Regions from separate parts of the Mus musculus genome. Here regions 1 and 2 are each linked to region 3. A link is a contact called in public HiChIP or PLAC-seq data. All regions are on one chromosome and are shown on one strand. The core of a region is the stretch at or near the end of the contact, and the rest is flanking DNA. Distances in the headings are between cores, read along the strand shown.

Region 1 (3,053 bases), core at 327-2,826, 270 kb after region 3:
TACCCTTTTCTTCCTTCATCCTCTCCTCTTTGTTTTCTTAAGACGAGTCTCCTGTGGTCCAAGATGGTCTGAAACTTGCTATGTCCACCAAGGATGATTCTAAACCTCAAATACTCCTACCTTTACTTCCCAAATAATACACACTCAGTTTGTAGGGTCCTGGGGATTAAACCCAGGGCTTTGTGTATACTAGGCATGTACCCTACCACAGCCTCAATCATGTTTTTATACATCAACAGACCTTACGTCCTCAGGGACTAAGATTAGAACCTGACCATAGTACAGAGGCCCAGAAGATTGCTAGTCTGTATAGCCTTGTTCTCTGTCTCAAATGGACTGCACATAGCCAGTGCCTGTAGGTAGCAGTATCTGTATCTAACATCATCTAATGTCATCTTTACCATAATCTTGGGATAGTATCATCTCCCAGCCACATCTCCAGAATGAGAGCTCTGATGACCCTTCAACTTCATGTTGCTACAACACATACACACACACACACACACACACACACACACACACACACACACACACACACACGATACACACATGTACATACAAGCATGCATGCATGCCCACTACTATCCCAAATAGCAAGAGACTCCCAAGTCTATAAACCAACAATGGCCACCCTTGTCTCTGCTTAGTGCCCTGGAGAATCCCAGGATGACAAGGAGAATTAATTCAGGTTAGCAGAAAATCCAGAGAGCAGAGGAGTATCCAGAAAGATTGGCAGGCTGAAGGAAGACCTAAGACCTAGAGTGAAGCCGTCTCCTGGAGCCCTGGAACCTAATGGGTATTGCCTACAGGGGAAGATGGGAAATGGAGAGAACTTTCATTCTCTCAGGGACCAGAGTGAAGAAGCAGTAAAAGGGAGAATGGGCTACTTGGTATCAGGGACCTGGTAAGGAAGACCAAGCAACCACTCAAAGTTATGATTCCTCTTCCTGGTATTTGCCCTGGCAAGGGACAGGAGTAGTGGCAGCAATGTGGCCTGGTTGACACTTGGGACTCCCAGACCCTTCCCACTCCCAGAGTGATCTTCATTGAGCCAACACTGTATCGGATGCCAGAGGTGAAGGTGGATGGCACCTCATGCTCCCTGCCATCTCCGACTCACAGCATTCTGCTGCTCCTAGCTCTAAGACCGGAGGGGTGTGGTGAACGAGAGGATTACATCTGTCAGAGGCAAGAATCATGCATTGGAGGGCAGAGAGGTCCAGGGTTTTTCCCTGAGCAGGGCTGGGAGTGGGCTCTGATGCGGTAAGCATTTGATGTGGTGTGTCACTGCCTTATTCCTTGCAGAGAGTGGGTGTTTGCTGTCAGGAGCAGGAGCCAGAGGAAGGGGCCTGATGCACACTCGTTGGCTGTTTCCTTGGACAGCCATCTGCCCACAGCCTATAATTCAGAGGCCCAGCTGCACTGGGTGCTTGACCGATCTGATTGTGAAGAGGGGAGATTACCAAGTGCACTGCAGTGATTGGCAGGTGCCCCAGGGCCCAGCTGCCCTGGTAGCAGAGTGGACTCCAAGGGACACTGTTCTATCTCTGAATGCCCACCTCCCAATTATTCAGGCCTCCCAGAATCCCACAGTCACCTGCAATCCTCTTGATCCTTAGAACCCCTGCTTCCCCCAGAGTGGGTGAATGTGCAAACACATCCCGTGGGGATCTGTGGAACTCAGATGGCACGCCTGCACTTCTCACTGGTTCCCAAGAAGTGCCGAATCTAGTCCCAGTCTCTGTTTGTCTGTCTGTCTGTTTGTCTGTCTCTATCTGTGTCTTTCTCTGTCTCTCTTAGCCTCTTCCCCCACCCCCCAACTCCTACCCTGAGCTCTCAAAAAGCCTGATGCTATATATCCAGGCAGCTTGTGCCAAACCAGCAGGTTTTCATCGGATGAAGTCAGACAGCTTTAAGAAGTACACTGCAGTGAAGCCCAAATGTGATTCTGAGCCCCCACATCTGCGCCCTTTTACACCCCCCCCCTGTCAGATGGAGTGCTCCTTGAAGCTCCTGCACACTGTCACCATCTTTCCTGGGCAGCTCTGTTGGCACAGGGCCAGGTCCCTGACACACAGAGCAAATGCTCAGGTCACTACTGAGCTAAAGGGTGGGTCTGTGTATGAATGAGTTCGATTTGTGGGGTACTACCCCCTCAAACAACCCTTCCTCTCATACTTGGCTCAGTGCACAACTGTCTCCTCTGTTGAAGCCGACCACTAAGTTTCGTAGCATGCTACACTGAAGTGCCCAGAAAAGCAGAGGAAAGAGATTTTGTACTTCTGGAACCCTCAGAGCAGGCTGAAGGACCATCACTTTTACATTATGTACGCTGGTGCTTTGATATCTAGAGTCCTTCTGACGCTGGAGAGACTGTTCCCCCAAGAATGAGCCATTCACTAGATATGATGAATGGTTAGCCTACAAGCATATTGTCCAAATAAGAGCCAACTGATCCAAAGCCAAACCCTGTCTCAGCAACCTTCTTAGGAGTTCCTATGCTCCAGATGGTGGGCACCTGCTCTACTTGCCCCAAAGTCTAGTGTCTGATCACTAGGGACAGCCTTCCTGACATCATTGAAAGCCAGTGCTAAATCTATGTCCCTCGACTCCTATATTTCTTCTTACAGAAATCACATTTAAGGCTGTTGTACCTTCCTTTGTCTTCATCACCTGTGATGAAACTCAGCATTTTCTGTGATACGCACTACCCACTCTCTACAATGATACGGTGCAGCTCCCATTCATGGGAATGGTGCACAATAAAAGGTCTTTCCTGATAGTAAGTACTTGGTCTGCTGTCTTAGTCAGGGTTTCTATTCCTGCACGAACATCATGACCAAGAAACAAGTTGGGGAGGAAAGGGTTTATTCAGCTTACACTTCCATACTGCTGTTCATCACCAAAGGAAGTCAGGACTGGAACTCAAACAGGTCAGAAAACAGGAGCTGATGCAGAGGCCATGGAGGAATGTTACTTACTGGCTTGCTTCCCCTGGCTTGCTCAGCCTGCTCTCTTATAGAACCCAAGACTACCAGCCCAGAGATGGTCTC
Region 2 (2,883 bases), core at 122-2,621, 390 kb after region 3:
AAAGGGTAAATTAGCAAGAGAAAAGATGACATTTGTATAATAAACATCTTGTTTATTGGTTTTATTGCCTGCTCCAGGAAGGATGCTGGAGACAGATAACATCTGTTCTAAATCCCTACTGATTGAATTACCTGTATCTGCACCCTTGTCTCTGTTAATTTTATACTTTATGGTATTGCTGCACTAATGGCATTCCATTTGGCTATGTAAAACACTTGCTTGCTCTGCTGGTCAAGTAACAAAAAGTGTATAAAGGGGACAAGGATGCTCTTACAGCACGCATCCCTCTCCTACAAAGAGTGTCACGTTGGTAATAATGCCCAGTGGCTGTCTTTCAGGTCAGCCTGTTTTGCAAAGTGAACGAGTGATCTCATCTTCGCGGAACACTCTTTTGACCTTCAACAATGAAATAGTTCTAAAAAGCTATGGCTAGCTGGACATAGTGGAATAAGTGTATAATTCCTGTATACAGGAGGCTGAGGCAGGAAGATAGCTATGAATTTGATGCCTTCCAGGGCTACAGAAACCACGTCTCAAAACAGAGCCAAAAAAATCACTGAAAACTTTAAAATTAAACAACGATAAAAAGCCTTTGGTGAAATTTATTTGTAATCTCTGATAGGAAGTGATAAGAATCTTGTTCTAGGGGATTGCCCGGTGGCTAGAAGCACTCGTTGCCCTTACTCAGGACCAGGACTCAATTCCCAGCATCCACATGGTGGCTCATGTCATCTGTAAGTCCAGTTTCAGGGACTGGACTTACTTGCCTGCTTCTGACTTCCATGGACACAGCCAAAACATTCATACGTATCTTAGAAAGAAGGTTTTATAAAAGAATGTCTGTAGCACTTACAGGACCGTTACACTAAGTATAAATTTGTACCATATCCATGTATCAATATACTTAATATGAGGCACTATTAACAAACACTATTAGAAAGGTGCAATTGTGGGGATCCTTTCACTTATGTCACTCTCTCGCACAATTCCAGAGGGCAAAATTCGGGTAGACTTAGCTGCTGAGCCCAATGAATGAATAACAAAAAAGATCGAGATGATTCTGTAAGTATCGAGCTAGATAATCTCACAGGAAAACCTGAGATTACTGAGTATAGGGAGGGCCATAAAGGATTATTACCTGAAACATTCCGCAGTTTCTAGCGAAACCAACCCAACCCTACCCAAAATACAAGAAGAAAAAAACCGGCGGGAACAGACTGGCGTTTGAAAACCTGTAGGGAGCAGATGACGCCTGCGCACTTTGGTGCCTTCTAGACGCCACTGAAACAGCGGACGCCTGACGGCGCGAGGCCTCCTGGGAACTGTAGTGTGACCCTCTCCTGTGCGCGAGCGCCGGACCCCGTAGAACTCAGTTTCCCGGCAGGCCCTGCGGTGAGGCCGCTGGCGGGACCGGAGCTGCGGCGCTGGCAGCGGGGTTGACCTATCCTGTTTGTGTGGGTACGCTTCGTGGCGATGGCCTCTTTCGTGACAGAAGTCTTGGCCCACTCGGGGAGCCTGGAGAAGGAGGATCTGGGCACCAGGATCAGCCGCCTGACCCGGCGGGTGGAGGAGATCAAGGTGAGGGCGGGCCACAGGCTGCTGCCGCTGGGGAGAGCCGGGTGCGGAGCCTCCTGAGTTGGAGGCTCAGAAGTGTTGGGGGGCTGTTTGGAGCACGGCCGCAGAGCGGTTGGAGACCAGGGCCTGGGATTGTGAGGAGGAAAGGCCGTGGCTGTTTAGTGGTGGGGAGTGGGGCCAAGTTGGGCAAAAGTGAGCCGCTGATGGAGAAGACTGAAGAAACCTGCGGAGCCGGAGGTGGGACTGGAAGCCCGGATGTCCACTTAGGACAGGACAGCCGCCCTATCTGTCATCTCTACCCACTCCTTCATTTATGGATGGATGTAATAATTCTAGGAAAGTCGCGTCGTTCTCCTCGGATTTTCTTTTAACTGGTTGAATATGTTTATAAAAGTATTACTTCACGCACGGAACTTGAGGCATGCTGAGGGCTGATGAGCTGGTACCGGCATGAATATGCAACTCACAGCCATAGTTTTACTTCGTATTAGTGCTACCTGGCAAGCCAGGTCTTCAGTGGCTTTCTTTGAAAATGACGTGTACCTCACTAAGTCTGGACTTGGTAGGCGCTACCTAACAACTTTCTTCTTCTTCTTTTTTTCTTTCTTTCTTTTCTTTTCTTTTTTTTTTCCTAGACAGGGTTTCTCCGTGTAATAGCCCTCGTTGTCCTGGATTCAAGCTTTGTAGAACTGGCTGGTGTCGAACTCACAGAAATTCGCCTGCCTCTGCCTCCCGAGTGCTGAAATGGAAGGTCTCCACCATCCCACCCGCTCCTAACAATTTTTGATGTTAGAGTTCTTAATTTTATGTATTCATGCCACTGGCATTTCTGTAGTGTGGCTTACGGTTTTTTGTTTTTTAATGATCTAGGATGAGGACATTGCACTAGTATTTGTTTCATACATAAGTTTGAATCTTCAGTCAACTGAGAACTACTTTCTGTGCCTCAAGCAGGCATAGTCCTTGCACCTCCAGCTTTTTACCACTTTAAATGTATTTCTACACACACACACACACACACACATACACACACACACACCTCTTCCATCTCAGTTGTAGCCTCCTGCATAAAACAAATGCCTGACTTTTCTCCTGAGTCTTCTCTTTTGTACTGGGATGCTTTGTAACTGCTGAAGTATTACACTTCAGCCCCGTTTTTTGGCCAGTTTGGAGAATAGTATCTTTCCTACATAAAAGGAATTAGTTTATGGGCAAGCATAATTTACATCGTGCAGCGTGTTCAAGAAGATATTAAGTTGCTTTGAATTAAGGGAGATAACAAGACTCAATCCTTTATAAAAATTTATT
Region 3 (2,919 bases), core at 42-2,541:
CCTGCCTGTCTGTCTGTCTGCCTGTCTGTCTGCCATCTGTCTACCTGCCTGCCTGTCTGTCTGTCTGCCTGTCGCTTTCTCTCCCCCTCCCTTCCTCCCTCTCTCCCTTCCTGCCTGCCTGCTTGTCTCTGTCTTTCTGTCTATCTCTCTGTTGTCTGCCCACCTACCCTCCCTCCCCCTCTGTCTGCCTGTCTCTCTGCCTCTCTGCTGTCTGACTGTCTGTCTGCCTGTCTGCTGTCTTGCCTGCCTGTCTGTCTGCTGCTCTCTCTCCCCACTCTTCCTCTCTCCCTTCCTGCCTGCCTGTTTGTCTCTTGTCTGTCTGTCTGTCTGTCTGTCTCTCTGCTGTCTGGCCACCTGCCCTCCCTCCCTCCTCTGTCTGTCTGTCTGCACACATGGCCCCGTCTGGTCTGACACCCAGCTCCCCCTCCTTCCTGAATCAGCAACGATTACGACTTTAATCAAAGATTCAGTATCCTCATTAAGATATAAATAAATAAATAAAGCAAGGGCCACGTGAGACTTCAGCCGAAGCCGGTAATTAAAACGTACATCGGCAGTCACCCAGCCCCCCTCTGGGAAGAGGGGGTGGCAGTGAGGGAGGGCTGGCTGCCTGTGTGTGCTCCCGGCTTCCAGAGGGGGGCCCTAAGAGTTTAACAAACAACGGAGGGGTTTGTTTGATCAGATTTTTATGAATTTAATTACAAAGTGGATCACATGTTAAATGAGTTTAAATAGGAACTCCCTGGAGTCTGCCCAGGGAAAGAGTGAAAAGCATTCAGAGAATAAAAAAAAAAAAAAGCAAAAATGACAAGTCACTATGACACAAACCTACTCTCACCCCACCCAGGTTTTACAGCTCAGTGGCTACCAGGCCTACAACCCTCTCCCTGAGAGCTGAGCGTGTCAGGCTGGCCACAATGTACATAAAGCTGGCGACAAAAGTCAAAATCCAATTTGTGGTATGTTGATTAACTCTGTAGGCGCGTTAATGAGCTTGACATTAAGTGCAGGACAAACGAGACTAATTAGAGCCCCTCTGGCCTGCCCAGGGCACCTGTGACCCTCCTTTTCCCCCGGTTTGTCATTACCATGTGGCTTCCTTCTGCTCCGGTCAACCCCACCGTCCTCCTTCCCCACCCCGGCCCCGGGCTCCTCAGATCCCGTCCTCTCGGCCCCTCCCTTCCGTGCAGCTGAGAGTTTATTATATGATGAGCCATGTGAATCAAGGATCCATCAATGCCAACAGCACGGCTGGACTAACGCACCAAACACAGCTGCTGATGCTAAACACCCGCCCCAGCAGCAAATGGGCCAAGAGCAACGGAATATTAATAAGGCATTGTGTCAGGGGTGGGCAGAGCCTCTGCTGGGCTGGTGTGAAAATCAATGAGTGCTTGAATGTGTGTGCACAAGGGGCACACATGTCTGCGTTTCTAGAATGAGCAAGGGTGTCACCCAAACTCTGTCCTTGCTGGAGATCTGAAGCTTGGCTTGCCCTGAGTAGAGTTGGACTGACACGTGGCTAAATGAACTCCGAGACAGGGGCATGGGCAAAGTAAGCTGCATCCTGGGTGGACTTCGTAGGGCTTGAGTCACTCATGCCATGCGATATCAAGTGACTTGATCCAATGCCATACCTGGAGGTGGCTAACGGAAGCTGGTCATCTTCCCTGAGACTGAACTTAGGGGGTCTATGAGGGAATCACTGATGGGATGATGTCTTACTGGGAGGTCCTTATGCGGACGCTGTAGAGAAAGTTGTTGAGTATACGCCTCTCTCTTTGGTCCCCCTTGCTGGACCTTACCTGCTAAGACCCCCTCCTGTCTACCAAGCAGCCCTAGGTAGTTCTAAGCATCTGGTGAGCCTTTCACCTTTGATAATGATATGGCATTGTGCTCCTCTGACTAGGGTGGCATCCAGAACCCAGAGCCAAGGCAGGCTCCTTGGTGAGAATGCTGACAACTGGCTGGACCGTACTGCTCAGGTCCTGAAAGTGAAGCTCCTTCTTTATTCATCAGAGCCCGTCACCCATGTAAGGGCCAGCCACATACATACCCCATCCCTCAGCTAGGAAAAGGCTAGGAGGATGAGAAGTTCTTTCAGCCCTCCCTGAAGAGTGCAGAACATTTATGCTGTGTGCAAACTCCACTACATCCTTACAGAGAGACTTGATCCCAGCTCTCTCTCTCTCTCTCTTTCTCTTTCTCTCTCTCTCTCTCTCTCTCTCTCTCTCTCACACACACACACACACACACACACACACACACACACACACACACGGGAGAGGGAGGGAGAGACAGACAGACAGACAGACAGACAGACAGACAGATAATTCAGAAATTGGCATTCTTCCACTCATGGACAGTAAGAAACGATCTCATTTTGTTTTAGAGCAAAGAAAGGAGTTAAGTCATCTACTCCTCAGTTAGGAAAAGACCCACAGCTCCTTCAAGGCCCTCTGAGCTGGGTATCCTGTCCCCTAAATCAAGAGGGTGGTAGCAAGACTAGGCTAGGACCGGGCAACTAGCCCTGCCTACTTGACTCACACATACCCTGTCTTTCACTCCATAGTGTGAACTGGCTGAGCAGGGCTATCTCATGGCTCTTGCTCAAATACTCTCACTGTCTTCCCTAGACAACATTCTGGCCACAGTAGAGGCCTCCCATGTCTGTTATGAAGGTAGGGTGAGTTCCTCAAAGTACCCTCTGGAGCCCTGTGCTGACTGACCTCAGTGTTGTCCTAGGATCGATTGGGGTAAAAGTGGGATTTTCCCAGTTTTTCTCAAAATGCAATTTGCAATCCCCACACCTCCAGTGTCAGAATCCCTTGGGAATATTCATTAGTTGTGTTGAGATCTAGAGCTCACCCTGAGCCAGGATAGACCTCAAGAGTATGATTTTCTTTAATGAATTATTTT

Evidence for each region. HiChIP or PLAC-seq counts read pairs in DNA pulled down with a chosen protein or histone mark.
Region 1: a contact with region 3 is called in an H3K27ac HiChIP or PLAC-seq map of VIP interneurons, with 3 times the contacts expected there. The contact joins two enhancer-like sites. A contact is called at or near these places in 1 of 484 Hi-C or Micro-C datasets (bone marrow-derived macrophages), 3 of 115 datasets of contacts at active chromatin or transcription factors (VIP interneurons, embryonic basal ganglia and embryonic stem cells) and 1 of 9 other capture datasets (embryonic stem cells).
Region 2: a contact with region 3 is called in an H3K4me3 HiChIP or PLAC-seq map of embryonic forebrain, with 3 times the contacts expected there. The contact joins the promoter of Zw10 here to the enhancer-like site in region 3. A contact is called at or near these places in 4 of 39 promoter capture datasets (the C10 cell line, the HPC-7 cell line, cranial neural crest and 1 more), 6 of 484 Hi-C or Micro-C datasets (embryonic fibroblasts, embryonic stem cells, immediate neuronal precursor and 3 more) and 7 of 115 datasets of contacts at active chromatin or transcription factors (embryonic basal ganglia, embryonic forebrain, embryonic limb bud and 3 more).

The regions. Positions count from the first base shown.
Region 1 is chr9:48,927,590-48,930,642 of GRCm38.p6, forward strand. No RefSeq gene overlaps it. Among named protein-coding and RNA genes, the nearest start is that of Htr3a, 18 kb to the left of the region's middle. Within about 2 kb of position 1,577, at least 10 of the 459 cell types and tissues checked have an H3K27ac peak or open chromatin away from gene starts, as enhancers often do. A contact at or near this core is called in VIP interneurons, where this site is marked.
Region 2 is chr9:49,054,210-49,057,092 of GRCm38.p6, forward strand. Zw10 (zw10 kinetochore protein) reads left to right here and starts at 1,372. Exons shown (of 16, transcript NM_012039.2): 1 at 1,372-1,578. The coding sequence starts at 1,474.
Region 3 is chr9:48,661,995-48,664,913 of GRCm38.p6, forward strand. All of the region lies in intron 5 of Zbtb16 (zinc finger and BTB domain containing 16), which reads right to left. Among named protein-coding and RNA genes, the nearest start is that of Gm32280, 6.6 kb to the right of the region's middle. Within about 2 kb of position 1,292, at least 33 of the 459 cell types and tissues checked have an H3K27ac peak or open chromatin away from gene starts, as enhancers often do. A contact at or near this core is called in the HPC-7 cell line, VIP interneurons and embryonic forebrain, where this site is marked.